3 separate regions of the Mus musculus genome follow, and all the other regions are linked to region 1. The links are chromatin contacts, called in public ChIA-PET and promoter capture Hi-C maps. All regions are on one chromosome and are shown on one strand. The core of a region is the stretch at or near the end of the contact, and the rest is flanking DNA. Distances in the headings are between cores, read along the strand shown.

Region 1 (3,333 bases), core at 589-3,088:
TGCGGTGGCGTTTCTATCCAGGACCTTATGCATGTGAGGTAAGACTTCTACCAGTGAGCTGCATCCCTAACCCTACGCCCATCATATTTTTAGACCATTCCCCTGACTCTGTCTCATGCGGCAGCCAGAGGACCACCCCAGCTTATACCCAATCCTGTTAGCTGTAGTTCCTTTCATTAGTGTGACTCTGTCGTGTGCTCACTCCTTTGCTCAGCTTTGAGGACTGACATCAAAAGCTGTAGGTGGTCCAGAACAGAAATTAGGAGAGCTAGGATATTAATTAGTACCTTAACAGTCCAACTGGAAAAACCGAAGCCCAGAGTTCTTCTGTCCCTTGGGTCCACCAAGTCCTAATATCTTTGTCCCTGGTGTCTATTTATAAAGAAGCACTGAACATCGTGGCTGTAACTGTTATCATTGGAGCCCTGCTACCCAGCTCCAACTGAACCTGGGATGTCTCTTTCTCATTTTTCATACTTTGGGGACTATTATTTCTCACATCCTGGTTTTACTGCAACTCAAAGTTTGTCTTCATTCTCTGTAAAAGTCTTTAAGGTCTCTAAACCCACAGGAATGTTTTGTCCTCTACGTACTACACAGATTTCCAGGTATTGATTCTTTGTAGCCTCTATCTCATCACAGGTTGGCCACTATCCACCTGGAGTGCCCTCAGGGCATACTGGCTTCTTTCTGTGGAGCAAACAAACACACTCTTGATCTCCGATGCTGATGAAGAGCCACGCGGGATGCGGAGGTTCGGACTTTGCAGAGCAGACTTGTTTTCATCTTTTTCTTTTTCTCTTTCTTTTTTTTAATTTACCCTTTTATTCAGGTCTCTCAGTTAGCTGTTGCTGGACTCTTCTTAGCCTAAAACATTTCACAAGGTAGACTCTGAGAACCTGCAGGAAAGAGACAGAGGAAAAAGTAGCAAAATTGAGATACATTACAAAACTTACCAAACTTCAGATTCTTCCATTGGGATTAAACTCTATTTTCTTTCGACTTTCTTGTGAGAATCCTTAATGTTAGGATTCTTCTTTGAGTTTATATCTGAAATCCCTCCAGCCCTTCACCCCCCAACCTCCTCACTATCCACCCCTGTTACCCTCCCCTTCCCGCCTTGATTTTTGCTTCCTCGAACAGGGAATGGCGAGACAGGTTTTTAAGTCCATCCACTACAACAAACATCAAGGGATGACTTTCTGTTCTTTTTTTTTTTGATTCCTTCTTCATAGGACTGGCTGATTGATGTCTCCGCTTATGGATCCACCTCTCCCGTAGAACATTTCACTCGCTAAAGGGATTAGATTTTTATTCTTATAATAAAAGTCAAAATAGCACAGTGGGAGTTTCTTCAATAATTTAAAATAGTTTTCAAGGTGCAAAAGAACCATAGTTTGGGGGTTCTCTGGTGAAGAGAGAAAAACCACCAATGAACCTAGAAAAATAATCGTGTTATCATTGGATAAGATCAGAGGATTGTTATTAGCTCCTAATAATTAGAAAATAATTATTATGACAAGAAAAGGCTGCACACCATTGAATGTTACCGACAAGATGTACAATCTTCCATAACACAAAATAAAAGTTTTATCTTGTAAAAGCAATGTCCTTTCCACTAGAATCTTCCCCCAGAAAACTAGGTGGTTAGCCATGCTGGCTTTCCACACATCTCAATTGGAATTGAATAATCACTGTTGACTTAAAGTGTCAAACAACTTGTGACACAGGTATCCCGAAAAGCTTTGTCACTTGACGCACTTTCAGTTGGCCTTGGCTGTGGAGATCAATGAAGGAAAACAAACTCTAAAGTGACTGTTCACTTGGAACAGAGTCACCTGACCGTCAACAGGCAAGGTTATACACACAGTAAAGGTGATCAGCTCCCTCAACGGTAGTAACGTCAGTGTAGGGGGAATTCCGTGGAGGGAGAGGACATTTAGGCTGCAGTGTGTCACCATCGTCAGAGAAAGGGGATTGACTTACACAGTTTGTCAGGTGCCATCCTGCTTCATAGCACAGTTTGCATCCCATGTGTCTTGCCTCACTTGGTATTTCTGCTTACCCAGAAAACTCATCATGAAAAGAAAGCTTACCTCTTAATCACAGCCTAAGGGGGTGCCCCCTTCTAACCCAGACGCCACGGGAAACATTGCAGTGTTGCCTGGCATTGCAACCCTTTGGGTTAAGGAAAAGGAGCACTAGGAAGCTGTGAACCCAGGCAATCTGGAGAGGGAACCCGGCTCTTGGTACTCATGTTATGCCTTGGGCTGCATCTTGAAGAGAAAGTGAATCCAGGGCTCTAACATTGTCTTTATAAACTAACATACAGGAGGCGAAAGAAAGCTTTGGGAAGTTACCCTGGTTGGTTTACAGAGAAAGGTGGGGATCAATGAGAATGTTTTAGAGCATTTTCCCAGTGTGGGTGGTAGGATTGTTTTTGTTTTGTTTTGCATCTTAAGTGTTAGGGCATCTCAAATCTTGGAGGATGGAGAGAATAATATAATGGTGCATCCATGTGTCATGTGTTCTGGCTCAGATAGGACTCAAAGTTTGTAATAGACTCACAAATGCCTGGAACGCACCAAACTGATCAGATGAGGTCGCAGAAAAGGGTCTCCACAGACTGTAGAGATGACTCAGTGGTTAAGAGCACATGCTGCTCTTGGGGAAGACCCAAGTTTAGTTCCTAGCACCTATGTTGAGCAACTCACAACCCCCTATCACTCTGGCACCAGGGAATCTAAGACCATCTTCTGTCCTCCATGGATAATGTAGTTAAGTGAATATATACACAGTTAAACATAAAAACAAAAAGATCTGAGATTTTTCAGTTACTTTCTGCTAATCCAAAGAGATATATATTCATAGATATGTATATGCATATATATACGTGTGTATGTGTGTGTGTGTGTGTGTGTGTGTGTGTCTTCTCCTGGCATGTCTAGGCTTCAACATACATATGAAATAGCATGGGTCGGAATGTCTCAGATGTGCCATGAAAAAGCATGCTTTTTGTATTATTATTACTGTACTATTTTATATGTATGAGTGTTTTGCCTGCATGTATGTCTGTGCATCATGTATGTGCCTACTACCCACAAAGGCCAGAAGAGAGTGTCAGATTCTTGGACATCTGTGGGACAGACTCCCAAGTGGGTGCTGAGAATTGAAACCAGGTCCTTTGGAAGAGCAGCTAGTGCTCTTAACTGCTAAGTTATCTCTCCAGGCCAGCCTTTAGTATTCTCAAATAATTCTTTCCATAGCCTTCAAGTAGTTATTAAGATCTTTTTGTCAATTTCCTTAGCATGAAATTTTAATCAAGTTTTCTGA
Region 2 (3,500 bases), core at 153-2,652, 200 kb before region 1:
GCAACATTTTAGTATAAGGAACGGGAAAATGTTCCTTTGAGAGGATGTATCATTTCTTTATTCTATTTTGGTGTGATTAGAAGAAAAGAAAGATCTAAGCGCACAAAAAGTATATATATAAATAAAATAGAACGTTCTCCAACAGTACAGCTCCTAGCCAGAGACAACAAAGTATTGCTCTTTACCAAGAATACAAATATTAATATGGAGGCAGAAAAGAAAAACACATTTCAAAAGCATGCCTCAGGCAAGAACGAAGTTTCAGGGCAGACACACTTAACTACACAGCCCAAGTCGTAGAGTCTGCTCCATTCTAGCGAAGAACGGACCCACATGGATCTAATACTGTAGTCCCAAGGAAGTCATTACCTAAATGGCGTTGAAGACAGTTTTTCATAGTTTAAAGTTTGTATTGGATTAACTCTACTTCTGGCATCTAGGCAGTTTTTAGTTTGAGAGTCATCTATGACTTTTATAGCACCTATTTCTTTGAAATAATTATAGGATTACCTTACACTGCACATATGGGACAACTGAAGGCGGTGCAGACTAGTCGAATCCACTATCTGAAACGAAGGTTTTAAGGTACTCAAGGCTGAAGACTTCGTGAAACGGTATTAAAAGGCACACAGAACAACTCAAGTGCTTAGTACTGCACTTATTTACTTTAAAACACCCATAGAGACTCCCCCAGGGGAGGTCATTTTACCTGACTTACCCAATCCACAGCAAGATGGGAAAAGGCTTCGTGGCGATCCAAGTCTTGTTCCAAATTTAAACCAAGAACCCCAAGGGAGTGAAAGACGACTTGGGGGACCACTCCTCCTGCAGGGTGTGGAGGCGGGCTACCCTTCCAGAGAGAGATACCCAGGGTCTCCCAGAACTCTAGTGACTAGGAACACTCGGGGAGTCCCAGTCCCTATGTCCAAGTTCTGCGACCCGCGTGGCCGTTGCGGGATCTGCACGCCTCGAGTGAGAGTCAGCCAGCGGCACCGGGGACCGACAAGAGGAGGAGGGTAGTAGCCCCGGGTGCAGGCCGGAGACCCAGGGTCCTGAGCGGCAGTCCCCGTCCCCAGTGCCCCCGACGCTCCGCTCAGCAGTCGCTGGAGCGAGGCCTCCGGGCAGCTGCAAGCAGCTGGACGCGGCCTGAACGCCCGCGCTCCACCGCTCGCTTCCCTTCGGGGGGCCCCCGCGCTCTACCCGCAACTTACTGGGGCAGTGCCCTGGCCGCGCGACGGGGACGGGAACAGGCACGGGCGAGCGAGAGGCTGCAGCGCTCTGCGGATTCCAAGCTCGCGAAGGTTGGACGAGCAGCAGCAGCAGCCTTTCCAGGTCCGCGCAGACAGAAGCTCCCGCCGCCGAGCTTGCAGAAGGCGGGCTGGGCACGTGGGCACCCCTCTGAGTAGAGGCGGAGGGGCGGGGCGGAGTGGGGCGGGGCAGCGAGGGGCGGGGGCCGTCCCGCCCCTCCCTCGTGCTCGCGACCCTCGCCTGGAGCGTTTGTCACGGCTCGGCGGGCGGGCGCGCAGAGACTCCAGGAAGGCGGTGTCTAACTCCAAGCTTCTGAAAGGTCAGGGTCAGGATCAGGGCGCGCGCGCACGTGGATTACACGCTTGCCCGCTGGGGTGGGTGGGCGTGGGTCGGAGACGCAGGGTTTGGCAGAGGGGAAATGCCCCTTTTCCTTGGCAGAACCCAATCTGGGGGTGGGGTGGGGGACATTTCTGAGGTTTCTTCTAAGCAGGATTCTTTTCCTCTTCTTCCCTCTCTCCCTCCCTCCCTCTTTCTCTCCCTCTCTCATTGAGAATTGGGAACATAAAAATAGTAGTATATGATCATAATAAACTAGAAGCCCAGATAGATGAGCTTTGTTAAAAAGTATCACGTTCTGTAATGAAATCAAAACTTGAAGATTCCAGACTCGTGAATAGGCAGGTCATAGTCATGGTTATTTGGAAGTGGGTTTTTAAAGAAACGGATACTTGGTATTTCATAGCCAGCAAAAACAGAAGTTACACAATCGAGGTTTTTCATTCTGTGCTATTTGCTTTAGAAGTCTCTGATAAGATTAAAGTCACAATGTGAAACTCTTGATTTTAACACAAAAATGAATCGGAGCCCTGGCACAGAATTGAATATCATTGTATGTTATTGTGGCTTGGTAGGAAGGGCTATCTTTTCTGGCTTCATATTGTGGTAAAAGGGCCTTTTATTCAATCCTACTAGTAAGACTAGCCAAGTGCTCATTCATGTGACGCAGTACCTAGGTTTAATGAGATCCTCTGATCGTTCTTCTTTAAAGTAGGACTTTCTAAGGAATTTTGCTGAATAACAAGGGGCTTGCTCCAGAAATGGCACATGTACACAATATCTGTTGCCATCTTCAGAGGTTGCGTATCCAGTGAAGTTGTCCATTGTTCTCCGGGATGAGTCCAGGTCTATAGAGCATAGCTACTGTGAGGGAACTGATAGAATACATGTAGTAATCAATTAAGACCATCAGCATTCACCTCTTACATTTTATCATGATTTCTCTATGCTAACTCCTTTTTTTTTTTGGTTCTTTTTTTTTTCTTTCCATTTTTTATTAGGTATTTAGCTCATTTACATTTCCAATGCTATACCAAAAGTCCCCCATACCCACCCACCCCCACTCCCCTACCCGCCCACTCCCCCTTTTTGGCCCTGGCGTTCCCCTGTTCTGGGGCATATAAAGTTTGTGTGTCCAATGGGCCTCTCTTTCCAGTGATGGCCGACTAGGCCATCTTTTGATACATATGCAGCAAGAGTCAAGAGCTCCGGGGTACTGGTTAGTTCATAATGTTGATCCACCTATAGGGTTGCAGATCCCTTTAGCTCCTTGGGTACTTTCTCTACCTCCTCCATTGGGAGCCCTGTGATCCATCCATTAGCTGACTGTGGGCATCCACTTCTGTGTTTGCTAGGCCCCGGCATAGTCTCACAAGAGACAGCTACATCTGGGTCCTTTCGATAAAATCTTGCTAGTGTATGCAATGGTGTCAGCGTTTGGATGCTGATTATGGGGTGGATCCCTGGATAAGGCAGTCTCTACATGGTCCATCCTTTCATCTCAGCTCCAAACTTTGTCTCTGTAACTCCTTCCAAGGGTGTTTTGTTCCCACTTCTAAGGAGGGGCATAGTGTCCACACTTCAGTCTTCATTTTTCTTGAGATTCATGTGTTTAGGAAATTGTATCTTATATCTTGGGTATCCTAGGTTTTGGGCTAATATCCACTTATCAGTGAGTACATATTGTGTGAGTTCCTTTGTGAATGTGTTACCTCACTCAGGATGATGCCCTCCAGGTCCATCCATTTGGCTAGGAATTTCATAAATTCATTCTTTTTAATAGCTGAGTAGTACTCCATTGTGTAGATGTACCACATTTTCTGTATCCATTCCTCTGTTGAGGGGCATCTGGGTTCTTTCCAGCTTCTGGCTATTATAAATAAGGCTGCTATGCTAACTCCTTAATGACATCTAGT
Region 3 (3,471 bases), core at 238-2,737, 230 kb before region 1:
TTTCCTCCAAACCAAAAATATCCACAATGAAAAATATCCCTCTTCTAGTGATGTAGATGAACATCCTAGCACATGTAAGACGTGAGCAGAGGCACACCTCACCTTATAGAGTCAAGGCAAGCCTGATGCTGAAAGGCTATTTTAAAGTCACACAATATAAAGAAAACATGGAACAATATTCCACATTTATCCTTATCTACACACAGGGACAGAGTTGACTCTGTGTTACCCTTGACTGTTGTCCCAATCAATACTTTTTGGTAATTTCTTCACTTCTGAATGGCAAAAGGGGACAGTGGGGGGACAGACTGTTTTATTTTGTTCTGATCTTTTACAGAGGTAACAATAACAAAGCTCGTCATCCAGGGGCCAGTCATGGGAAACTAAACATTTTAAAAGCTGGCAATTCTATTAGTGTGTGCGCTCATTTGGTCTAATAAGTGACCAAAACAGCTCCTAAAAGCAGCGCCCAATGTAGACACAGCTCGGGGTTGTAGATGAGATAGATTTTCAATGCTGATATCTGCTTTTCTGACTGGCCAGATGAAGGCAACACTGTTCTTATCAGGCTTCTGTAAAGATCCCATGAGACACATATGTTAAGTGCCCACTACAGACCAGGCACTCCATGGTTGGTGGGTGGTTGGGAGAAAGGGGCTATTATTTATTTACTTCTGTAACATACACCAAAGATAGATGTTTGGAAATTTTGATCTTGGAACACCAACAATACTCCATTTATATGAACTTCCTACTTTTATTTAGAAAGAGTGTAGTTATGTAGAAAATAGGATCTCTGATAGAACAGAGAGAGAGAGAGAGAGAGAGAGAGAGAGAGAGAGAGAGAGAGAGCGCTGATAACCCTTAAAGGAGAAAATTAAGGCCCAGGATTTCCCACTAACCCTCCACTACCATCCCTCTCCCCTCTCCATTGACAGCCGCCGATGAGATAGATGACAGCTGATGAGATATTTCGAGAGCCATTCTTCCAAGCTGACCTCTTTCTGGGGAGTTCTAAGGAACGCCCAAAGGTATTGCAGGGGACTTGGAGAGAGAGCATAGGACACACTCTGCTTCCCTCTGCCTCACCGTCATTTAATGGACATTAGCATCCCCACTGGACAAGGTAGTTTAGTACTAGCAAAGTCTCTGACGCACTTGACACCAGAAGAGTCTCACATCTGAGAAATTTGAGGTTGCTGGGATATTTGCCGACTTTTACTCCTTCAGCATGAACACCTGAGATCTAAAAAAGTTGAGCTCAGTATATTTCAGATTGAGAGAATTTGGGATTTCAGAGTTTGGGATTTGGGATGGTCAACATGTATTTCAAGTATCAAGAGACGTGAGAGCTCAGAGGCTGTATCTTACAAACGTTTGCCATAGTTGAATAACACAGGTGTCAGACCGCCTTTCCCGTATCACAAGCGCATGCATGATGTGTACGCAGAGTATTGATGCCTGGCAACTAAGCAGGGTTTCCAGAGCCAGGGTGGGCTGGCTCCTCAGGAGACTGATTACAAACATCAGCTGAATTCTGAGCCAATGGAAGAGCAGTTTAGTGGCGTTCAGCAAAAGGCAATGAATGGAAGGTCCACAAGGAGGGGAGGGAACAGAGGAAAAAAGGAGAAAAGGAAGGAAGAGGGAGGGAGGCAGAGGGAGAGAGAAAATGAATATAAATGAGGCAAAAGCAGAAAGGTAGAAGTGCAGCTAATAAGGAGTCAGGCATCTGTCAAAGTGCAAGACCAGAGGGCAGAAACCGGAATGTTGGTCCCCAGCATGAGAACAGGGCCCGAGTGGCCAAGGTCAGAGGCACTTTTGTGTACCTAATAAAAAAGGACTCATAGTCTGTATTCTGCATGAATGCAAATCCTTTTGGGAGGAAAGCCTGCCCAGTTTAAGGCTTCAGCATTCCCACACACTCAGTTAAGTGAGTCATGGGCTTACAACCAAAATCTTCCAAGCACAAAACCAAACAACAACATATAAAAGTGACTATGTGGCCCTTCTAAAACCTCAGATAGTGGGAAATCACAGTTGAGCATGAAAACGCAAACGTTCAAACTACTGCTTAAAAATATGAATCAAAGCAGAAAAGTAATCAGGTAGATTAAATGATAATAATTAAAAAAGATCCAAACGGGCCTCTTGAAAAAATATAATCAGAGAAATTAAAAACTCAGTGAGTGGGTTAAGGGGAATATTACATTCAGAGAAAGATTCTCTGGACATAAGCAGAAGAAGAATAATATCTGAGTCTAGAGATCGCCTGAGTCCAGGTGGCGTCCAGTCGTTACCACCTGGACAGTGTATGGTAAACTGCAGCTCTCAACATTAAAAGAAATGGGACTCAGCACAAATAAATTCACACAGGTGGAGGGGAGAAATGGAACAGCAAATAGACACCCACTAATGCAACGACCAAACATGTAAGAAACGCAACACACCAAAGTGACTGGTTAAGGCACAGACACCTGAAAGTACCAAAAATCTACTGAATATTACTAAAAAAATTTCCCATTAACAACAGTGATTATGCTCTGGATTTTTAATTCTCTAATTGTATGTATCATTACTGATTCATCACATCAAAAAGTATGAAAATTTTGGAGGTAGGTGGAAAAGGATCAGTCAATGTTATAACCATATACATGAAGGCAAAACAACCAGGCACGTGACAATAATACCCAGAAAAAAGAAAAAAATAATTAAAATAACAGTCGCTTATGAGATATAGTAAATTCTAAGGCTAAAAGACTCATTATAGAATAGAATAAATTCAACATACTAGGGATAAATTATTCTTAAAATATATACATATGGTCATTTTGTGACTATAACAAAATACTTGAAGCTGGGTACTTCCCACATGAAGGTATTAATTCAATTAACAGGAGATTCAGGAGCATTGTCTTAGCTTCATCATGAATGGCATCATGTGGGGAACAAGAGGAAAGACCACATGGAAAAATACGCCATGATACAGGGAGAGGCCATGTTCACACTCTTAATATCAACGTTCTTGTGAGAACTAACTTAGAACTGACAAGGACTACTTCAATCCCTTCAGAGGGTCAAGACTCCGATGACCTAACCAACCCAGCCTGGCACTCTTGCGCACACTCAACTCCTTTTCTACAATGGATAAGGCTTGTCTAGCCTCAGGGGTCAGACTCCTCACTGAATTTAAATCTGGATCTCCTTTCTTTTTCTTTTTTCTTTTTAAGCCCTTCTCTTCTTTTGACACACTTTCTTGTTGCTCTGTAAGGATTTTCTGATTTGTCTTGACTGCCTCTACACACAGTTTCAAACAGTAACAGAGTCCATATATCAGAACAAACAAGACCAAAACTATCAGACCTACCCACAAAGGGTCAATGGGAGAAAAAAGCATAACTACACAGTGAGGATCTATTGATCACTACACTGAGGTTATCATAGTTCCTTAACTTGTCCCAAAACCGTGAACCT

The links. Promoter capture Hi-C pulls out the DNA fragments that hold promoters and counts their contacts. ChIA-PET counts read pairs in DNA pulled down with a chosen protein or histone mark.
Region 2: a contact with region 1 is called in a promoter capture Hi-C map of liver, with 10 times the contacts expected there. The contact joins the promoter of Slc7a2 here to the enhancer-like site in region 1. A contact is called at or near these places in 6 of 39 promoter capture datasets (cranial neural crest, embryonic stem cells, hippocampal neurons and 2 more), 11 of 484 Hi-C or Micro-C datasets (embryonic stem cells, liver, peritoneal macrophages and 1 more), 16 of 115 datasets of contacts at active chromatin or transcription factors (bone marrow-derived dendritic cells, bone marrow-derived macrophages, embryonic forebrain and 7 more) and 2 of 9 other capture datasets (embryonic stem cells and pancreatic islet).
Region 3: a contact with region 1 is called in an H3K27ac ChIA-PET map of liver, with 14 times the contacts expected there. The contact joins two enhancer-like sites. A contact is called at or near these places in 8 of 484 Hi-C or Micro-C datasets (liver and nephron progenitors), 10 of 115 datasets of contacts at active chromatin or transcription factors (differentiating embryonic stem cells, embryonic stem cells, fibro-adipogenic progenitors and 3 more) and 1 of 9 other capture datasets (pancreatic islet).

Annotation. Positions count from the first base shown.
Region 1 is chr8:40,657,801-40,661,133 of GRCm38.p6, reverse strand. No RefSeq gene overlaps it. Among named protein-coding and RNA genes, the nearest start is that of Adam24, 16 kb to the left of the region's middle. Within about 2 kb of position 1,838, at least 8 of the 459 cell types and tissues checked have an H3K27ac peak or open chromatin away from gene starts, as enhancers often do. A contact at or near this core is called in hepatocytes and liver, where this site is marked.
Region 2 is chr8:40,860,269-40,863,768 of GRCm38.p6, reverse strand. It overlaps Slc7a2 (solute carrier family 7 (cationic amino acid transporter, y+ system), member 2), which reads right to left and starts at 1,402. Exons shown (of 12, transcript NM_007514.3): 1 at 1,212-1,402.
Region 3 is chr8:40,884,052-40,887,522 of GRCm38.p6, reverse strand. All of the region lies in intron 1 of Slc7a2 (solute carrier family 7 (cationic amino acid transporter, y+ system), member 2), which reads right to left. Among named protein-coding and RNA genes, the nearest start is that of Slc7a2, 23 kb to the right of the region's middle. Within about 2 kb of position 1,487, at least 9 of the 459 cell types and tissues checked have an H3K27ac peak or open chromatin away from gene starts, as enhancers often do. A contact at or near this core is called in hepatocytes and liver, where this site is marked.